Linked DNA regions of Mus musculus: region 1 is linked to region 2. A link is a contact called in public HiChIP or PLAC-seq data. All regions are on one chromosome and are shown on one strand. The core of a region is the stretch at or near the end of the contact, and the rest is flanking DNA. Distances in the headings are between cores, read along the strand shown.

Region 1 (4,478 bases), core at 808-3,307, 320 kb before region 2:
GCCCCTGCCCCTTCGGCCAAGATCACATTTAATATTCTTTGATTGCAGTAAGAAAAAAAAGTTCAGTCCAACAAGATACTGAGACCTGTCCAGAGATTTTCCCCTTCTTTTTCTTTACTTTCTAACTACTGTAATAAACAGTGCCGCTAAACACCAACAGCTCTCTGCCTGCGATCAGGGAGGCTGGTTCCTGTGCTTAAAAGGAGGTCTTCCTGCCGGGCAGTGGTGGCGCAAGCCTTTAATCCCAGCACTCGGGAGGCAGAGGCAGGCAGATTTCTGAGTTCAGCCTGGTCTACAAAGTGAGTTTCAGGACAGCCAGGGCTACACAGAGAAACCCTGTCTCAGAGAAAAGAAAAGAAAAGAAAAGAAAAGAAAAGAAAGGAAAGGAAAGGAAAGGAAAGGAAAGGAAAGGAAAGGAAAGGAAAGGAAAGGAGAAGGGAAGGGAAGGGAAGGGAAGGGAAGGGAAGGGAAGGGAAAAGGGAAAATAAGGGAAAAAGGGAAAAAGGGAAAAAGGAAAAAGGAAAAAGGAAAAGAGAAAAGAAAGGTCTTCCTTTGTTACTTACAAAATGTGGCCCATATCTTAGAAGGGACACAAAGATGCCAGCCTCTTCATTGTATCCTTACCTTAGGGAGAAGGGTTACTTTCATTGTTGGACTTTTCCCCCCCTCTCTGTCCTGGACCTGGCTCTGTAGACCAGGATGGCCTTGAATTTAGAGATCTATCTCTGCCTCCTGAGTACTAGGATTAAAGATGAGTACCATCACTGCCCTACCAGACTGACTCTGACTCTGACTCTGACTCTGACTCTGACTCTGACTCTGACTCTCTCTCTCTCTCTCTCTCTCTCTCTCTCTCTCTCTCTCTCTCTCTCTCTCTCTCTCTCTGTCTTTGAGACAGGGTATTACTATGTCCCTTGGCCTGCCTGGAACTCAAAACCAGAGGTTCACCATTCTCTGCCTCCCCAGTGTTGGCATTAAAGGCCAACCCACACCACCACACACAGGGTCTGCTATTGCGATGTAAGCCATCTTCCATCAGTGCAGGAAAACCAGGGCTGGAGAGATGGCTCCGCAGTCACAGCCCTCGTACAGGATCTGGGTTAGATTCCCAGCACCCACAGGGAGTGGCTCACACAGGTCGCCTGTAGCTCAGGCCTCTGGCTTTCTCAGGCACCCGCACTCATGTGGTGCACATGCAGACAGGAAGGCTAGAACAGGTGCAGGACCAGATAGACGGTCTGGACTTGTGGCGTGTGGCACACATTGTCAGATTAGAAAAAGGCAGTTTGCTTTCCCAATAAAGATTACAAAACATGTAAGAAGCGGGAAAGGAGACAGGGCTTCCCTGACATCCTTTGATGGTATTAATTTCATTCTGTTATATTTTGAACTCTATGAATTAAGAAGAGCATATTGTGGAAAAATGCAAGCACATATTAATGCAAAAGTAGAGTGAACAATGAGACCAACGTTTGTTACTCCAGCACAGTGTACGTTGTCGCTGCTGTGGTCCCATCCCGTGAGAGTACTGAAGCTTATCTAAGCATCATTAACATTTAACTTGTAAGCTTCAGGATTAATCTCTACGGGATAAGGACTCACAGTTTGTTGGTGAGACTTTAGACTATTTGAAGTTAAACCTGGGCATTGATCAGAGCAGGCTAAAGGTATTGCTACTTTTGGATTAAAAATTATCTTATGTGTATGTGCCTGGATGCATGTGTGTGTCGTGTGCATGGAGGATCCTGCAGAGATCAGAAAATTGTGTATGGTCCCCTAGAACCGGAGTTATGGGTAGTTAGTTGTGTGGGTGTTGGGGACTAGACATGGGTTCTCTGCAAGAGCAGCAAGTACTCTTAACTGATCGGTCTCCCACCTTCCCTTTTCAGAACAACCTGGGCATTTCCATTTTGTTCTAGAGCGGATTCTGGGCCCTCATGACAGCATCCTCCCCAGAGACTTTGTGTCTGCTGGGGTTGACCTGTCCTGGAGTGCCTCTTCAGGTTGCAGGAGTGTCATCTTCCCAGCAGCTGCCTTGCAGGGATAGAGTAGCAGCTGGGTCAAGGTTAAAGGTCATTTTAGGCAATCCTCCCATGGACTTGGCTCAGTATTGGGTGGGGACTGAATTACCCGCCGGGGTAGAAGGGCAGGTGTCTTTGTCTGTAGGCTAACTTGCATCCATCCCTATTATTCTAACCCTGAGGTCTCCTTCCTCTGACTCCGCAGCAGGAGGTGGGGCTTTGCTTCAAGAGCCATACTTTTGGCTGAGCTTTGGGGACTCTGGTCAGCTGTATCTGTTAGGGGTGGGGACAAAGAGCCTAGTCAGCATTGAGGCTTGCCTTATTCATTTCCTGTTCCCAGGGCCAGGCTCTCTGGAGGAAGCTGGGAGCTGTGCAAGGTGTGAGCCAGCTCCCTTCAGCCGGTTCTCTCAGTGCTCCCGTCTCTGTGTGTAGGGTTTTGCATTCAAATTGAGCCTCCCCTCCTCAAGTTCAGTACAGAGAGCAGACCGGGACATGATGGGGGTCTGTGACTGGGGGTTGTTCCCCAGTAGTGGGGAACATGGCAGGTAACAGAAGGGATGAAGTGATCCTAGCCGTAGGGATCAAAATATCAACATTCTCAGCCTGGGAGTTGTGACCTCGATGAGTGTGCGTGGGGGTCCAATGACCCTTTCACAGGGGTCACATGTCAGATACCCTACATAACATATATTTACATTATGATTCATAACAGTAGTAGAATTAAAATGGTGAAGTAGCAACAAAATTTTTTGTTTGGGGAGGGTCACTGTGGCATGAGGAACTGCATTAAAGGGTCTCAGCATTAGGAAGGTTGAGAACCGCTGCTCCGCATTCTCCTGGCCGGGGTCGCTGTAAGAAAAGGCGTGAGTCAGCTGTCTTGTCTGTGCTCATGACCGTGAACAGAACCAAGACAAAGTGCCCTGTGACATGGAGCTGCAGACTCTGCGAAGCAGAAGTAGTCCTTTAAGTCTATTCCAGTCCCATGCTGTGACCTATGGTTACCCTGCTAGGCTGGCCCACCCTGGGGCATCGTTGGCCACTCAAAGAGACAAAGTAAGAGTAGATGCAGAGGGAGATGCACTCAGTATGGCAACACTGGGAAGGGAAACGAACAAGCAAAGAGGTTCAGTAGATTCTAATATGAGGCTTAGGTCTAAATAGAGGGTGAGAGACATGCACAGCTAAGCAGCCCTGGTAAAAGAATGGTCTCCACCACCCTGGTCCTCATCGCCTTAGTTCTAATGTCTCTAGCAAAGTGGCCTGAGAAGATGCCACGCTGTGTGAAATCACTTTGAGTCACTAGGTTTTCCTGCAGCCGGCACCAGGCTTCAGCCCTTTTCTTTTCTACGCACGGGATGCCTAAGGAAATTCCAACTTACTTGGGACCACGGCTTAATGATCTGCTAGCCAAAAGTGGGGAGAGATATAAGTTTCACTTTAGAATGTCTTCATTCCTGCCAGGGGGTTCCTGTTCTAGGGGCCCCCACTCTCCTGAGCATACATAGGCAAAGCACATCTGTGTTTGGCGTTTCTAATGAAAACTTGGCTTGCAGAGCCTAAAGGTGGAGAGTGGCCATTGCCAGATAGGGAGAGACAGGTTTCTCGTGGTGTTGAAATAGCTCAGGATGGAAGTCCAGTGGGTAGCGAGGGATGGACCACTGGCTGAGGAAGAGCAGTGTCTGACAGGCTTGTGGAGGGCAAGATAAAGACACGTTATTTTGTGGGATTACTGAGGAGACAGTACACTACCGTCTTTAATGATTAACTTAGCACCGGGGTGGCCTGGAGCGATGGGTACGTGTTTGCTCAGCCTTTCGATAAGGTTTGGTTGTTTACTGTTATGTCTATTAGGCACAAAGACATGTATTTGAGTAGAGCCAGAAATCTCCTCAGAAGAAAACAGAAAAAAACGTGGGTAATACGTAGAAAGGGAGCTGGGGAGGTGGCTCACTGGGCAGAGTGCCTGGTGCTCGAGAAAGGAGACCTGAGTTTAGACCCTCAGGGCCTGCTTAAAGAGTCAGCTTGCTGAGTACCTGGGGGAAATCGATGAGTTCCAGGTGCAGGGAGATTATCTCAAAAAAGAGTAGGGCGGACAAGCTGACAATGTGGCTTAGCCAGTAAAGGCTCCTGCCACCAGGCCTAAGTTTGACCCCTGAGCTCCACATGGCAGAAGGAGAGAATTGTCTCTTACAAGTTGTCCTCTGACCTCCACGTGTGTGCTGTGGCATGCACACTTACGTGGGAATAACTATAATAAAAGATAAGGTAGAGAGGTGATGGAGGAAGACACCCGATATTGGCTTCCACGTATGCATGTAGGGGTGAGTGCACACTCATGTGCCTGTAGGGGTGAGCACACACTCCTCATTTGTGTGCACTCGCATACACACAGACACAGTAAGGTTAGAAGAAAGACTGGAAGAGAAGATGGCTTATTCTCCCTGTTTCTTAGTGGAG
Region 2 (4,812 bases), core at 256-2,755:
ATTAAGGCAACCTAAGAAGGTAACTTTTAGTTAGCATGAGGAACATGTTTGCTCATTTGTGAATTTGGTTGGGATGTTTGTACTCCCTGGCATATCAGATCTAATAACAAAGATGAACCCCATGTTTGCGGTGTCAGAGCTCTGAAGGTAAGGCCCCACCTGAGACAGTAGAGAGAGAAGGATTTCTTCTTCTGGAAGATTTCTCCAGAAGAAACATTTTCTTCCTCCTGTTAATTTTTTCATGACAGCAAGAGTTTGTCTTATATTGGGAAGAAATGACACTTTCTGGGCGTGTGGGGAATTTTTGTAACAGTGCCTATATATTTTTATTTGGAGGCACTAAACTGGCTGCTACCATGGGAAGGCAGCTAGATGACTGGGGGAGTCTCATATTGGGAAAGGAAGAGTGCTCTAAATCTCATTCAAAGTCTACTCCAACCACAGAAACCCAACAGTGTCTGCTGTCTTCTCAGAACAGTTGAAGGGAGCTGAGTAAGGGCGGGGACTTCTTATATAACAATTCCCAGTTACAAATGGTGCTGGGTTTCAAAGCAGGCGTGGCTTTCTCTCCTTGGTCATTCAGCAGTGCTTTGTGTAGATCCCAGAGGCCAAGGCATCCATTGTAATGAAAGCAGAAGGACATGCAGCCTGGAGAGGTGTCTCCTGATTCCCTCTAAGCATAGATCTAAGCACAGAAGAGCACACTGAGCATCTCGGGGATCCACTGAGAGCCACGGAATTCCCACTAATTACTTAGGAAAGTGATGGGTGCTGTGCTTTCTACAAAGGGGCTGCAGGGTTTTGTACAACTGGCTATTAATGGATCGGTGTCTGTTTCTGTTAACTCCCAGTCTAGGAAGGGTCCATGCACTTTGGGTCAGTGTTATGAAAGAGCTCCTGAAAAGAAGAGAGCTGAACCTTGACTGCCCTCTTGAAATGACATTTGCAAACCAGCAGCCACTGGTTTAGCTTCACCGTCTTGAGCATTCTCTGTCATCTCCAAAATTGCATGCTCAGCAGCTGAGCATTAGGCATCCAGACAGCTGGAAAAGGGTAACAAATCCGGAACTAGTAAATTCTACATTTGTGTCCACCCACCCATCCAACAAGTATTTGCTGATAAATATTGCACTGCCCCCTGGAATTTAACTACGTCACCCCCAAGGGCTTACATCTGCATGGGTGGAGACAAGCATGGCAGCTAAGATACAGATTGTTCTTGGTCACTCCCATGATTAGATGAGCCCTCTCCCTGTCTGTTTCTCAGTGGGGAAGGTCACCTACAGGGCTGGATCTGTTTGCCAGTGAACTGCATTTTATCTCTATGATCCCAGATATGAGAAAGGCATTGCAAGAAGCCTGACCACGTTGTCGGGTGCTCTGAGGGTGGGTCCTGTTTTTGCCTTCCAACAAGAGACTTGTATCCCGAAAAGATAAGGCAAGGTAGGGATAAAAAACCGAAATGGAGCATCTGGCATTTTGGCTGATCCAGCATTGCCCCCTAGTGTTCAAAAGCAGAGCTACAGGGAATGACAAATTGCAGGAATGAGTCGGTGGATGTGTGCAGATTACTGAAGGGACTCAGGAGCAGCTGCCTCAGCTGCAGGTTGGGAAGATGGATTGGAAGCCGCCTGTAAGAGATGAAATTGAAGATTACTGTTCATTTATGGCCGGGTTCTTTAGGATCTATGCTTAAGAAGAATCAGAAACAAAGCCAATTTATTTTCCTAATCTAGATTTTGCCAGAAGAAATAATAACTGGTTGGCAAAATGGCCAGGCTGCCTCAGGATTCAATGTTGTGCTGATGGGGCAGGGGCTGGGGTGTGTGTCTACTTAGAGGTGATCATCTGGTCTCCCAGTCTCTCAGGATCCTAGGGAGATTTTGACTGACAATTGTTACTCTGACACTCTCTGGCTGCGGCCAGCACAGATCTGCTAAAAATAAAGTAGGATGCAGACTCTTGTAGATAAGGGATATTGTTAGGTTTGCAAAGGAGTCTAGTCCATCACAAAGTAAGCTTGGGTTCCCTCAGGGTTTAAGAGTCATTAACCCGACTTCGAAGGGAAGATTCTGTTAACAGGAAGAAGCCATCCTTCCCCTTGGAGGCTTGGAGGAAGAGGCTACAATTGGGTCAATGTCACCAGGGGATGCTCACCGTGTAAGCTATTCTTCCTCTGAGATCTTGGATGTATGCGTCAAGGCTGAAGTTGTCTCGGCAGCTGCTCTGCTCCTGGCAAGATCTGCAACCAGTGCAATGCTTGCTTCTTGACTTCTGCTTCACCTGAACACACACAGTATCTGCTAGATACATCCTCGCTGGTCTTCTGAGGTCATGAAAGCAGTGCAGTTACACTCATACTACCATATTTCCTGCTGCCTTGTTTCTTCAGTTGACTTATTATTTGGTTCTCTGGACCTCCAAGTTTGAAATCTTCTCGGTCTCTACCCCTTCAGCTCTCTTTTGCACTGTACCCCTGAAAAGACAGAGGAACAGGCAAGAGGAACCTGCTAAATTTAAAAATGAAACAGAAGAGTGGCTGGTTCAGTAGCCGGGTAACTATGACACAGTGCATTCATTAAAGTCATGTGGCCGCTATCAAGTTCAAGTCCTGGAGGTTCCTTTGTAGAAGACCTTGGCAAAGGAGCAACAGAGAGAGTGAATTCAGAGCAGGACAGTTGAGATAGAAGAACACTGGGGATGGATAAAGCAAGGGCATTGTGCTTGTCTTGGGAGAAGACGCCGTGAGTTATACCAAGTCTACAAGACTCCAAGCACAGTCACAATGGTATACATAGAGAGCTGTCTGTGTTCTAGCGTGTAGTTAAGGAGCTTTGTGAAATCTTTTCTGCTAAGCCTTATTAAAACTCCAGTGCCTCACATTTAATAAGCCCTTGATAATGAGAATATAGCTCATGGCACAGTGGTTAGAGCTAACGCTGTGCAATCTAACAATCTGGAATCCAAGTTCTTCTTTGAGACTTTAGCTGTTGACTCTCAGGAGAGTTTTAGCCTTTCTGAGGCTTTGGTTTGCTATCTGCCTCGTGGAGACACAGTACCTCCTCCAGCTCCCACACACTGACCCAGGGAGCAAGAACGTTAGGGAGGAAGATGTCTGGGAGGCTCTAAGCATTGTGCCTGACACATGGCTAGTACTCCCTGAAAACGAGCTGCTGGCTTTGTTTCCATGCCTAGGGCACAGAGATCTCTGCGGATTCCCGAGAAATTTTCACTCAAAGCCCCACTTAGCTGCAATGTAAACATCATTTCAGAAAAGGAAAATAAGCAAGCACAGGATTAAATCAATTACCTCCCTAAATGCCCCTTGACAATTGCTTTTTTTTTTAATGCATTTTACCTGATATTCATAATGCACATAATGTGTTAGATCAAATTTACATATCAGCTATTCTTCAGTTCCTCTGACATCTCTCTCTGCCACGTTTCCTTCAAATTTCATTCTCTTTTTCTCTCTCTCCCTCCCTCTCTTTCCCTCCCTCTCTTTGTCCCTCTCAAAATTACCCACTGAATCTACTTAGTGCTGCCAACATTGCATGGGTGGGACCATCTACTAGAACACAGTAGTATTATTTGCTTCTAAAAGTATAAAGACTGCCAAAGTTTCCAGAGACTTAGAGAATATGCTATTGAACCTGGCCTAAGATGGGAGAAACCCTTGCATGCATTCATTCTCCCCAGAAACAGACATGAAGTGGTAGTGGCTCACCCACCCATTTGCTACAAGCCGGGATGCTGTGGCCACAGCTCTGTCTTCTATTATATCTAAGTGTGATTGACCCAGTCTCATGAGCTGCCAATGGGGGAAAAGACTTGGAGTCACTGTAGTCAATCACCATTGAGAACCTATTAGAAGAACAAGGTACCATGCAGCCTCTTGAAAGGCTAAGAGTGTAGAAATGGCCATTACAGAGGAAACTCCTTCCGCTTGGCTGACTGGGGCAGGGTCTATGGCTTTACAGCAATTGGTACAGATGCTGGGTGAGGAGGCACATTCATTTTGTGTTCAGTAAAACAACTTTTATTCATGGATGTGAATTGTTATCCCCTTGGGAAAGGTGAAGGTATAGAAACAGGTTGCAGTTTCTAGGGGAATCTAATTCTCTCTCTGTCTCTGTCTCTGTCTCTGTCTCTGTCTCTCTGTGCATGTGTGTGTGTGTGAGAGAGACAGAGACAGAGAGACAAAGAGACAGACAGAGACAGAGAGAGCATAATGATGAATCAGAGCTGTGGTATCCTAGGAAGTCCTAGGTAATTACCCAGCCTGAATTTCTCCTGGAGCTTCTGGATAGTGCCAGATGTGCTCAGGCCTCTGTGCACCACCCCACAGAGCAGGCATCCAGAGCCAACCTCCTCTTCCAGGCTGTTCCTCACGTCTGGGAACACATCAAAGGAGGCTTGATATTCATAACCGCTGTGAGTCATTTTCACATAGAGCTGCAGGGAGCTGCCTGCACTGCTGCTTGCTGTATTCAACCCTTTGTAGGAGCAGCTGAGCTAAACCAATCCCCTATTATGGGCGAGAGTAGAGCCCTCCTGGGAGACCTGATTTACCCCCCACACCCCTATGCTGAATATAAAAAGCTCTTTTTTTTAAATTTGAGAAATAGTTATTAAAACATCCTCAGTCTTGGACTAGGCAACTTCAGAGCCCACAGGAACAGCTCGGCAGGTTTCTTCCACAAGGGTGTGACCACCCCAGGCCCTGTTGTTGGTGTCAATGACATCTGAAGCCTCCGGGTTTGTTTCCTTCAGAGGACAAAGAATGTCAACAAGAGTCCAACCACAGCCACA

What was found. HiChIP or PLAC-seq counts read pairs in DNA pulled down with a chosen protein or histone mark.
Region 1: an H3K27ac HiChIP or PLAC-seq map of extraembryonic endoderm stem cells shows a contact between it and region 2. The contact joins two enhancer-like sites. A contact is called at or near these places in 1 of 15 datasets of contacts at CTCF or cohesin (large pre-B cells), 2 of 484 Hi-C or Micro-C datasets (the BV-2 cell line and the G1E-ER4 cell line), 4 of 115 datasets of contacts at active chromatin or transcription factors (embryonic stem cells, extraembryonic endoderm stem cells and trophoblast stem cells) and 1 of 9 other capture datasets (embryonic stem cells).

The regions. Positions count from the first base shown.
Region 1 is chr14:54,381,315-54,385,792 of GRCm38.p6, reverse strand. The region is part of intron 2 of Slc7a7 (solute carrier family 7 (cationic amino acid transporter, y+ system), member 7); the gene reads left to right. Among named protein-coding and RNA genes, the nearest start is that of Oxa1l, 23 kb to the right of the region's middle. Within about 2 kb of position 2,057, at least 65 of the 459 cell types and tissues checked have an H3K27ac peak or open chromatin away from gene starts, as enhancers often do. A contact at or near this core is called in extraembryonic endoderm stem cells, where this site is marked.
Region 2 is chr14:54,061,409-54,066,220 of GRCm38.p6, reverse strand. It overlaps Tcra and Tcrd. Among named protein-coding and RNA genes, the nearest start is that of Gm30275, 62 kb to the left of the region's middle. Within about 2 kb of position 1,505, at least 31 of the 459 cell types and tissues checked have an H3K27ac peak or open chromatin away from gene starts, as enhancers often do. A contact at or near this core is called in extraembryonic endoderm stem cells, where this site is marked.